Linked DNA regions of Mus musculus: region 2 is linked to region 1. A link is a contact called in public promoter capture Hi-C data. All regions are on one chromosome and are shown on one strand. Each heading gives the region's core, a stretch centred on a gene start, on an enhancer-like site or on the middle of the called end of the contact. The rest is flanking DNA. Distances are from core to core; before and after follow the strand shown. Region 1 has its middle 97 kb from the start of Gm25387. Region 2 holds the start of Efemp1 (epidermal growth factor-containing fibulin-like extracellular matrix protein 1).

Region 1 (4,392 bases), core at 734-3,233:
AATTCCTAGGCAAATGGATGGACCTGGAGGGCATCATCCTGAGTGAGGTAACCCAATCACAAAAGAATTCACACAATGTGTACTCACTGATAAGTGGATATTAGCCCAGAAACTTAGAATACCCAAGATATAAGATACAATTTGCTAAACGCATGAAACTCAAGACAAACAAAGACCAAAGTGTGGACACTTTGCCCCTTCTTAGAATTGGGAACAAAACACCCATGGAAGGAGTTACAGAGACATAGTTTGGAGCTGAGACAAAAGGATGGACCATCTAGAAACTGCCATATCCGGAGATCCATCCCATAATCAGCTTCCAAACGCTGACACCATTGCATACACTAGCAAGATTTTATCGAAAGGACCCAGATGTAGCTGTCTCTTGAGAGACTATGCTGGGGCCTAGCAAACACAGAAGTGGATGCTCACAGTCAGCTAATGGATGGATCACAGGGCCCCCAATGGAGGCGCTAGAGAAAGTACCCAAGGAGCTGGGGTGGTCTGCAACCGGATAGGTGGAACAACAATATGAGCTACCCAGTACCCCCTCCCCCAGAGCTCTTGACTCTAGATGCATATGTATCAGAAGATGGCCTAGTCGGCCATCAGTGGAAAGAGAGGCCCATTTGTCGTGCAAACTTTATCTGTCTCAGTACAGGAGAACGAGGGCCAAGAAGTGTGAGTGGGTGGGTGGGGAATGGGTGGGGGACTTTTGGGATAGCATTGGAAATGTAAATGAAATAAATACCAAAAAAAAAAAAAAATGAATAGAAATAGTCCAGGAGTTACTAGCCTCAGGCATATTTCCTCAACAAGTATATAAAGCAGCCACATTCTTTAAATTATCACAAGAACAGTTTCTAGACCACCTAGCAATGTTATTCAGGTTTACCTCCTCTATCTTCAGCACCATTGTCTTTTATGTTCCTCCTAAGATGGCCCATTTATCATGCTTAAAACATTCAACTAGTTTTCTAGCCCAAAGTCCCAAAGTCTTCAGCATTCCTTAAATAAATAGCATGGTCAGACCTACCACAGCAATAACCTGATCTCTAGTACCAGTTTCTGTCTTAGTAGTCTATTGCTGTGAAGAGACACTATGTCCACAGCAACTCTTATAAAAAGAAAGCATTTAAGTGAGCTTCCTTCATGTTTCAAAGGTCTAGTCCATTTTCATCATGGCAAAAATCATAGAGTCATACAAACAGACATAGTGCCAGAGAAGTAGCTGAGAGTTCCATATCCTGATAGCTGGCAACAGGAAGAGAGAGACACTGGACCTGGCTTGTGATTTGAAACCTTAAAGTCCAACCTTCAATGACACACTTTCTCGAACAAGGTAGTATCTGCTAATCTTGCTCAAGTAGTGCCACGTCCTATTGAACAATTATTCTAATCTATGAGCCTATAGGGGCCATTCTCATTCAAACCACTACACACAGTGAAACAGAGGGGGGCAGAAATGGAACTTATGCAGAAACCAAGGGTTTCAGGCAGCCAACAAAAGACATGGAATAGGGAACCTACCTCAAGGAATCTTGAGAGTGTAAGACACTGACCTTTTGTCAATGGTACTTACTTTGAGATGCCCAAAGAGATATGCAGATCTATGCAAAACAAAGAGGTTTATTTTTGGGTATATCAGGGTCGACCTTCAATTAGTCCATCAAGGCAAGTTACTAAGAAAGTGACCCCAAACAACTATTATGAGCAGTTTTTATATTTTTTAGGTTCACAGGTTTCATCAGCAAGGTTATAGTTCAAACTTGTTGTCTAAGCATATAGACCTTTAAATCTATTGGCTAGCAAGCATGACAGGCATTTGAACTCTACCTGAGACTTTCCAGAGGCTCAAGTAATTATCAGTCAGTACATTCTGAGATTGTTTTACTCAGGAATGTTCCTGTGGGTGGAGAATGGAACTTGGACTAGCCTTGACTCCAGGCAGGAGGGGGAAGTGTTAAGGAGGGTGTGGGACTGGAAAACCCCTTAGGGTCCCTCAAGGAAATCAACACAGCTGACATCCTAATGGTGAGCTTCAGAATGTCTGTAATGAGAGAATAAATTCCTGTTGGTTTAAGCTGTGAGGAGTGCGGCAATTTGTTAAGGTATATACAGGAGATTTGTGCTGAAGGAAGGGAAACAGCATCGTGACAGAACACAAGCCTTGATGCATAGCAATTTCAGTTCATGATAATCTGGAGATTCAACCTGGGTAGCAGCTCAGATGTCTTCTGACAAGCTATAAAAATCAGATTTTGTGGCAAGAAAGGAGGATCACTGAATATCAGTATGATTTCTGTGTTGGGATGGAAATAAAAGACAAAAAGTCTGACAAAGAAACTGTCATAGTAGCTTAAGAGAGAACAGCTGGAATAATGATTGACATCAGGGCTTGAAAACAAAAGAGCAGAAATAAATAACATAATAGATAGATAGTGTCAGCACAGGAAGTAGTTTGTGGCTGTTGCTATTCCAGAGAAAATAAGCAGGGATTTGTACTTTAATGTTTCAAAGTAGCAAATTGTCTGGTTTATATATCGCTCCAACTGGCAAGCGGCACTTGCTGTTTGTAAAATATAAAGAATCATAAAATTCTACAAAGTTGTTATGAGAGACCAAATCTTTTTTGATTTTTTTAAAAAAAGATTTATTTATTTATCTATTTAAAATCTATTTATCTATCTATTTATTTATTTATCTATTTATTTAATGTATATGAGTACATCATTGCTTTCTTCAGACACACCGGAAGAGGGCATCAGATCCTATTACAGATGGTTGTGAGCCAACACTTGGTTTCTGGGAATTGAACTCAGGACCTCTGGAAGATCAGTTGCTGAGCCATCTCTCCAGCCCCGAGAGACCAAATCTTAAATTCAGACTTCATTTCAGAAAACTTGAACTCAGGTAAACTAAAAGGCATTAGTTTTCAATTTACTCCCCAACAAAACCTAGAAACTCCAGTTTCTATAGCTAATCCCCAACAAATCCAGCATTTCCAGGTTAATTTCAACAACCCTGTCCCCCTGACTAATAACCATCAACACAAAGAGAAGTGAAGTGAAGTTTATGGTTTGACTCCCAGTATCAGTCAGTTTACACTAAAGGACATGGTAGCTCTCCAGTTAGATGCTTGCCAGGCTAGAAACACCCACTGGCCTCTTGCTGCTTTCTATAAAACTTTAGATATTCCCTACTCCTTTCTACCAAATTTGTTCCACATGTTGGCAGTGGCCTGGGGAACCTGAGCTAGTGGAATAAAGATCCTGCTGTGATTTGCATCAGATCAGCTCCTGTCCACTTTGGGGGGTTCACTAATACAACAGTTAAACTATTTGTTACACACTTACCTTTTTATATACGTAATATCTTCCTTTACCGTCTTTCCTTGAAAAATATTAGTGATTGTTTTCTGCCAAACAACTGCTGCAGATTTTTTTCTATGCCCCCTGTGCCCCCTGAGAGGCGTTGATGAGTTTTGGCATGGAGTATGCTGCTTGATTCTACTGGAGCTCTCACAGAGGTGCTCTTAGCTTGAATTGTATTATTCATAGAATTTCAGATGAAGTACTTTCTCTAAATTACAGAACACGAAAATACTGGCATGGATATGTGTCTTCCATGCTCTCATGGCTTGCCTTGCTCGCAGCATTTGCTGCAAATGATTTATGGGTATTTATATGCTAGAGAATTAAGGAGAAAACCCTATTTCTTTATTTTATAGTTTTTATCTTAAAATACACAAAAATTTCAAGTTGACATTTATTTGACGAAAAAGATTGGATTTTTAAAAATGACTGCAGAAATGTAATTCTATTTTATTTTTATAGCAAAATTCACAGGGGAGGGAGGGTAGAGAAAGGTAAACAGGAAAAAACAGTTTGGGGGGGGTGGCTCTATTTCATTGTATTGCTTTGGAAACACTGCCATCTAGTGGATATATATAATAATGTATTACTATGCGGATCTGGATGTCAGAATTCACTGTAATTGCTTAATGAAGACTAATTACAGAGACAGAAAAAAAAAATAAAGAGAATTTCTAGCAATTGAAATTCACTAGTCACTGTCAGACATCTATTCATCTGACAATGAAATTGAAAAGGGAGAGAGTGACATTTTAGACTCCAAAGCACCACTCCAAACCAGAATAAGGAAAGTCAGCAGTTTGTCCTTGGGGAAGGTTAAGCAGGCTTCAGATTTCATTCCAGGCTGGCTGAAGAAACACTCAAGAGAAGCTTACAGTAATCCACACCTCCATCCATATTAAAAACTTGACCTCTAAATGTTCTATGCCTTGTATTTGTTCCCCCTCGATTACCAATATATTTATCTAAAACATGCTTTGAGACTGAGTTGAGGTAATGATGTCAACTTTTCTGAATG
Region 2 (4,392 bases), core at 1,208-3,707, 1.6 Mb before region 1:
TAACAAAACATCCTCATTTGAAGATAAACAGCACATACTTTCATTTTCCTCTATTTGTTTTAATGTTAAAATAACACAATACTTTTACTCAATAATTTTATTTACAGTTGTTCTGAGCAGCAGAAGGGAACATCTGCAGGACGGGTAATACTGTTCTAGGGATAACATGATGCAAAAGTGAGATAATGTTTATTATTAGTAATTGATATTAGCTCACTTCTGAGTTTTACTTTAAAAACATTTATACTCTTTTGAATAGGATTACTTAATTTTAAGAATTGGAAAGAAGTATGAAAATGTGTTTTTCATATACTCACCCAGGACAAATGTCATTCATCTCAGAACACTGAATGAGAGTTAGAAAACAACACAGAACAAAGGCCTCATCCCAGCCACATGAGCCTGCTCTGCCCTCTCCTGACATGTCTATTTAGGGCTGTGGGAGGGATTAGATGATATTTTAAATATTTTATTAAACATTGGTTATACTGACGCAACTAACTGGCCAAATATGACTAAGAAATGCCAGAGATGCAAATAGAAGTTGCAAGACCAAGATGCACACAGTGTGCTTTAAATCCACGTTGGCAAATACTGTCTGCTGGTGACAGTTAAACTATCTGCAGTACTTTTACATGAATAGACAGCCTTTCTGAATCCAAGAATGAGAACTTCACGAGGACAGGCACAGATGAGCTAGTGTAATTACACCATACATTCTTATTTGCTTTGCGTGTTATTCTGCATATATTGATTGCATCTGCACATACCCAGGCTCCCAGAGTCCTCAAACCCATCAATTCATTGCATGTCTTCGAAATATGGAGCTTACACAGATTTGAATTTTAAAAGAGTTCATTTTTGGCTTTGCACAAATCATTTTATTTTGCATCTAGCTTACAAACCATTCATCGCAGGTGATCTAGATGCACCTTTGAAAAGACCCAGCACGATTTACCAGGAGTCCTAAACCTGAGTCATATTAAAGTGTTGTTTAATTTATTTTGCTTCGCAGAATACTGCCCACTTGTCCTGGCAGAGACCAGTTAATTCTTGTATCCCAGACTACTACTCAATTCTTGTATCTCAAATGTCATCATGCCTTACCGTGTATGTGATGGTTTCCTCGGTGTACTGTGACTTGACCAGCGCCAGAGTCAGCATAGTTAGGAAAAGTGTTTGCAACATCGTGATTCTCTACGGGAAATGGGACAAAGAGATGTTTAGTATCAACTGCCTAGAAAATCAAAACTTTATCAGTGAAGAAACTGACAAGAAAAGGAGAATGGAGAGCTCCAAATACCCTCCTTCCAGTCTGCTTTCTCACCAGCCACCCAAATAAGCAAGACAGGAGAAACTACAGTAGAAATGCATTACTTCACTGCATCCATCCTGTACCAAGGTTGTTCAGCGTGTGTTTATACCACACCTACTCATAAAGCTCCAGAAAACGGTAGTCAAAAGGGGATATAGAATATGATCGATTCCATCCCTCTTCCCCCTTGGAGGTGGAAACGGGGGCGCAGCATCTGTCTATTTTCTGAAACTGTAGAGTACCCACCCACGGCTCAGCTGTACCTGAAGTTCCACCCAGCTCAGCGAAAGATACCTGCAAACCAGTATCAGTTATATGCCCGCAGACTTTATTGTCTTAAAAAAAAAAAGTCTAAAATACCCAAACAAAACTCGAAGAGCTATCGATCTCACAGTTCCCGATAGAATACCCCACAGAGCTTCTAACTCACTGCAGGGTGACTTCTCTAGTTCCCACTCTTAAAGCTCCATTTCCATACACACTCTTGGCGCACAATCAGCAGCTCAAAGTCACTGATCCCTTTTCCCCTCGTTCTCAGGTCTCAAAATGTGCTATGCACAGGGTCTAGGCTGCCTAAGGTAGGAGGACTTCAGACAGCTTTGCAGCACAGGGAACCAGTTTGGGGGAGGGGGTTCCTAGCCTGATGCCTGCAGGGAAGTGAGCTCAGCTTTCTTAGATGTAAGGCGTCTGTCAGCGGGAGTCCTTGAGCGCTTTAGCTTCCAACCAACCGCTGGGCAATCCAGGTGCCTTTCAAATCCCATACCTCAGTCACGGAACCTAGAGACCAGAGTCACCAGCAAAACTCTCTGGGTTGATAGCGCGCTTACTCTACCTATCCCAACAAATGTCACCCAAGTACTGGCACAGGCTGACAGATTGTGATCCCAGACCAGCAAGTCCACCTCCATCTTCTCTGTACAGTTTCACAGTCGGGGACAGTTCTTGGGTCGCCCTACCATACTTCCCGGTATAGCTCTCGCTGGTATAGCGCAGATCTTGCGACCTCGGCTTTGGGCTCCTACCTGCGGGGGGGCCGCGCAACTTTCCTGCCCGGGCAGCGAAGGAGTGCGTAGGGGAGGGCAGCCTGGTAGGTCTGAACTGGCGAGGTCTGGCTGCAGCAGCAGCCACAGGAGGAGGAAAAAGGGAGGAGAAGTAGGGCGAAGGGGGGCGGAGGAGAGAGAGGGAGGCGCAAGCGCCCTGCCCAGGCTTCCAACCACGCGGGAAGGCGCGCCTTTTGGCGTTGGGGTCTAGGGGCCCAGTTATCCTCTGCATTAGGCCCCTTGGTACCCTGATTCACAGGAATTTGAGACACAACTAATATCGAAATATCACTTCCATGGAGCTTTTAGACTTTGCAGAAATGGCTTAAATTCCTTTTAGCTCAACAAGTGATTCCTGGGAGAATAAATTAAAGCTATTAACAGAACTGGTCCTTTATTTTTCATTTCAGATTTTTATTTTTGGAGGGGGTGTGTTTTGTCAGCTTCCTCAAATGGTGAAAGGTGAGAATGAACGTGTTCATTTCTGGGCCTACTAGGTGCTAGGTGTTAGGAGTGAGCCAAATGGAACTCATGTTAACAAAATATGTGCCATCCTGAGGTGTGTGTCTTGCCTCCACCCCCAACCCCGTGTGTGTGTGTGTGTGTGTGTGTGTGTGTGTCCGTGTGTGTGAACTCCTCTCCTTCCTTCCTTATCTACAGTTTCTCATTTCTCCTGATTACTGCCCATCCAAATTAAATTAGGCATTTTTCTTGCGTCTTTCATAATAATGGTGGAATTTCAGGAATCTGAAGAGAGAGTCCCGCCCCACCCCCCTTTATCAAGTCATACCACACAAATTGCAGCTATTCCTGATAGCTTCTCCCACCCCACAGTTAGGCAGTTACTTCCCTTTGGTTTCAGATATGCCTTTTAAGAACGAAGTCACCAAATGCAATTTGAGAAGTAACAGAACCTGCTAACTTGGAGGAGCTAAGGACTGCCCTGTCCAGGGGCATATTGCAGAGGCTGTGGAAGTGGCAAGTTGGTAGAGACTGCTGGAGAGCAGCTTTCAGGTGATTACGGCTCTTCTGTCTTCTGGGTGGGTGGGTTAAGTAGATATTGACATCCAATGGTGATCCTGACCAGTACTGGTGACAGGCTATCCAGTACTGCACAGGATCAGATCTGCAGAACTTACTAAGTATGGAAGGCGTTGATGACTGTAGCAAAGACATTTACTACTAAGTTTCCCTGACCCTACTTGTCACCAATGTCCCCAAACCGCTTTTCTTTGAAAAAACAGATTCTCTGTTACCAGACAGTAAAAATATCTCTCTATGTGTCTGCTTATTTAAACTCATTTCAGCTCGTTCTTTGGAGCAATGAGGTAAAAAGCTCCCAATCTTCCATCTGCAGTGCAGTGATCTTTCTGCACACCCACTTGCTGGTTTACTGCCTTAATTTAGACATCTGATGGGCATTTCAGACCGAACACATTCCAGCCGCATCCTCTCCCTCAGGCTGCTCCACCCATCAGTTTCACCATCTCAATCAATCGGAATTTCATCTCTCCTCCTGCCCATGTCCAGCCAGCTTCATTTATTTGCATAGTTCATTGAGTTCTTTAGAAAACTATGCTGACTTTCTCTCTGAGATAGATTCAGAACTGGACCATTTCTCATATCTTTGCAGCCACCCTGATTTAGCATTTTCCATCTGGATTATTGTAAAAACGATGGATTGATCTTTCTGTGCGTACCTTTGGATCTCTGCAGCTGTTCCCATCAGAAGTTCCCGTAAATAGAATCATACAGTATATAATTGCTTTGGATCTGTTTTTCTTCACTCTGTGCTTTTGAGATGAACCCTTGTTAGAAGTTCTTTTTTTTTTTTTTTTTTTTTTTCATTGTTGCATGGCATTCAGTTGTATGGTTGTCCCTCAGATTTTCTGCTGGCTTTTTAATTGATCTTTGGATTGTTTATAAGTAAAGCTTGTCTGGGTATTCATTTAGAAATTTTTGAGTAGGCATGAACATTTTCTTTTAGGTGAATATCGGAGGAGTAGAATTGTATGTTTTTTTTTGTTTGTATTTTTT

Evidence for each region. Promoter capture Hi-C pulls out the DNA fragments that hold promoters and counts their contacts.
Region 2: a promoter capture Hi-C map of embryonic stem cells shows a contact between it and region 1, with 7 times the contacts expected there. The contact joins the promoter of Efemp1 here to the enhancer-like site in region 1. A contact is called at or near these places in 10 of 39 promoter capture datasets (the C10 cell line, cranial neural crest, embryonic stem cells and 6 more) and 1 of 9 other capture datasets (embryonic stem cells).

Annotation. Positions count from the first base shown.
Region 1 is chr11:27,219,697-27,224,088 of GRCm38.p6, reverse strand. No RefSeq gene overlaps it. Among named protein-coding and RNA genes, the nearest start is that of Gm25387, 97 kb to the left of the region's middle. Within about 2 kb of position 1,983, at least 9 of the 459 cell types and tissues checked have an H3K27ac peak or open chromatin away from gene starts, as enhancers often do. A contact at or near this core is called in embryonic stem cells and second pharyngeal arch cranial neural crest, where this site is marked.
Region 2 is chr11:28,851,270-28,855,661 of GRCm38.p6, reverse strand. Efemp1 (epidermal growth factor-containing fibulin-like extracellular matrix protein 1) reads right to left here and starts at 2,457. Exons shown (of 11, transcript NM_146015.2): 1 at 2,338-2,457; 2 at 1,108-1,197. The coding sequence starts at 1,188. Gm34185 (a long non-coding RNA gene) reads left to right here and starts at 3,154. Exons shown (of 3, transcript XR_381120.2): 1 at 3,154-3,369.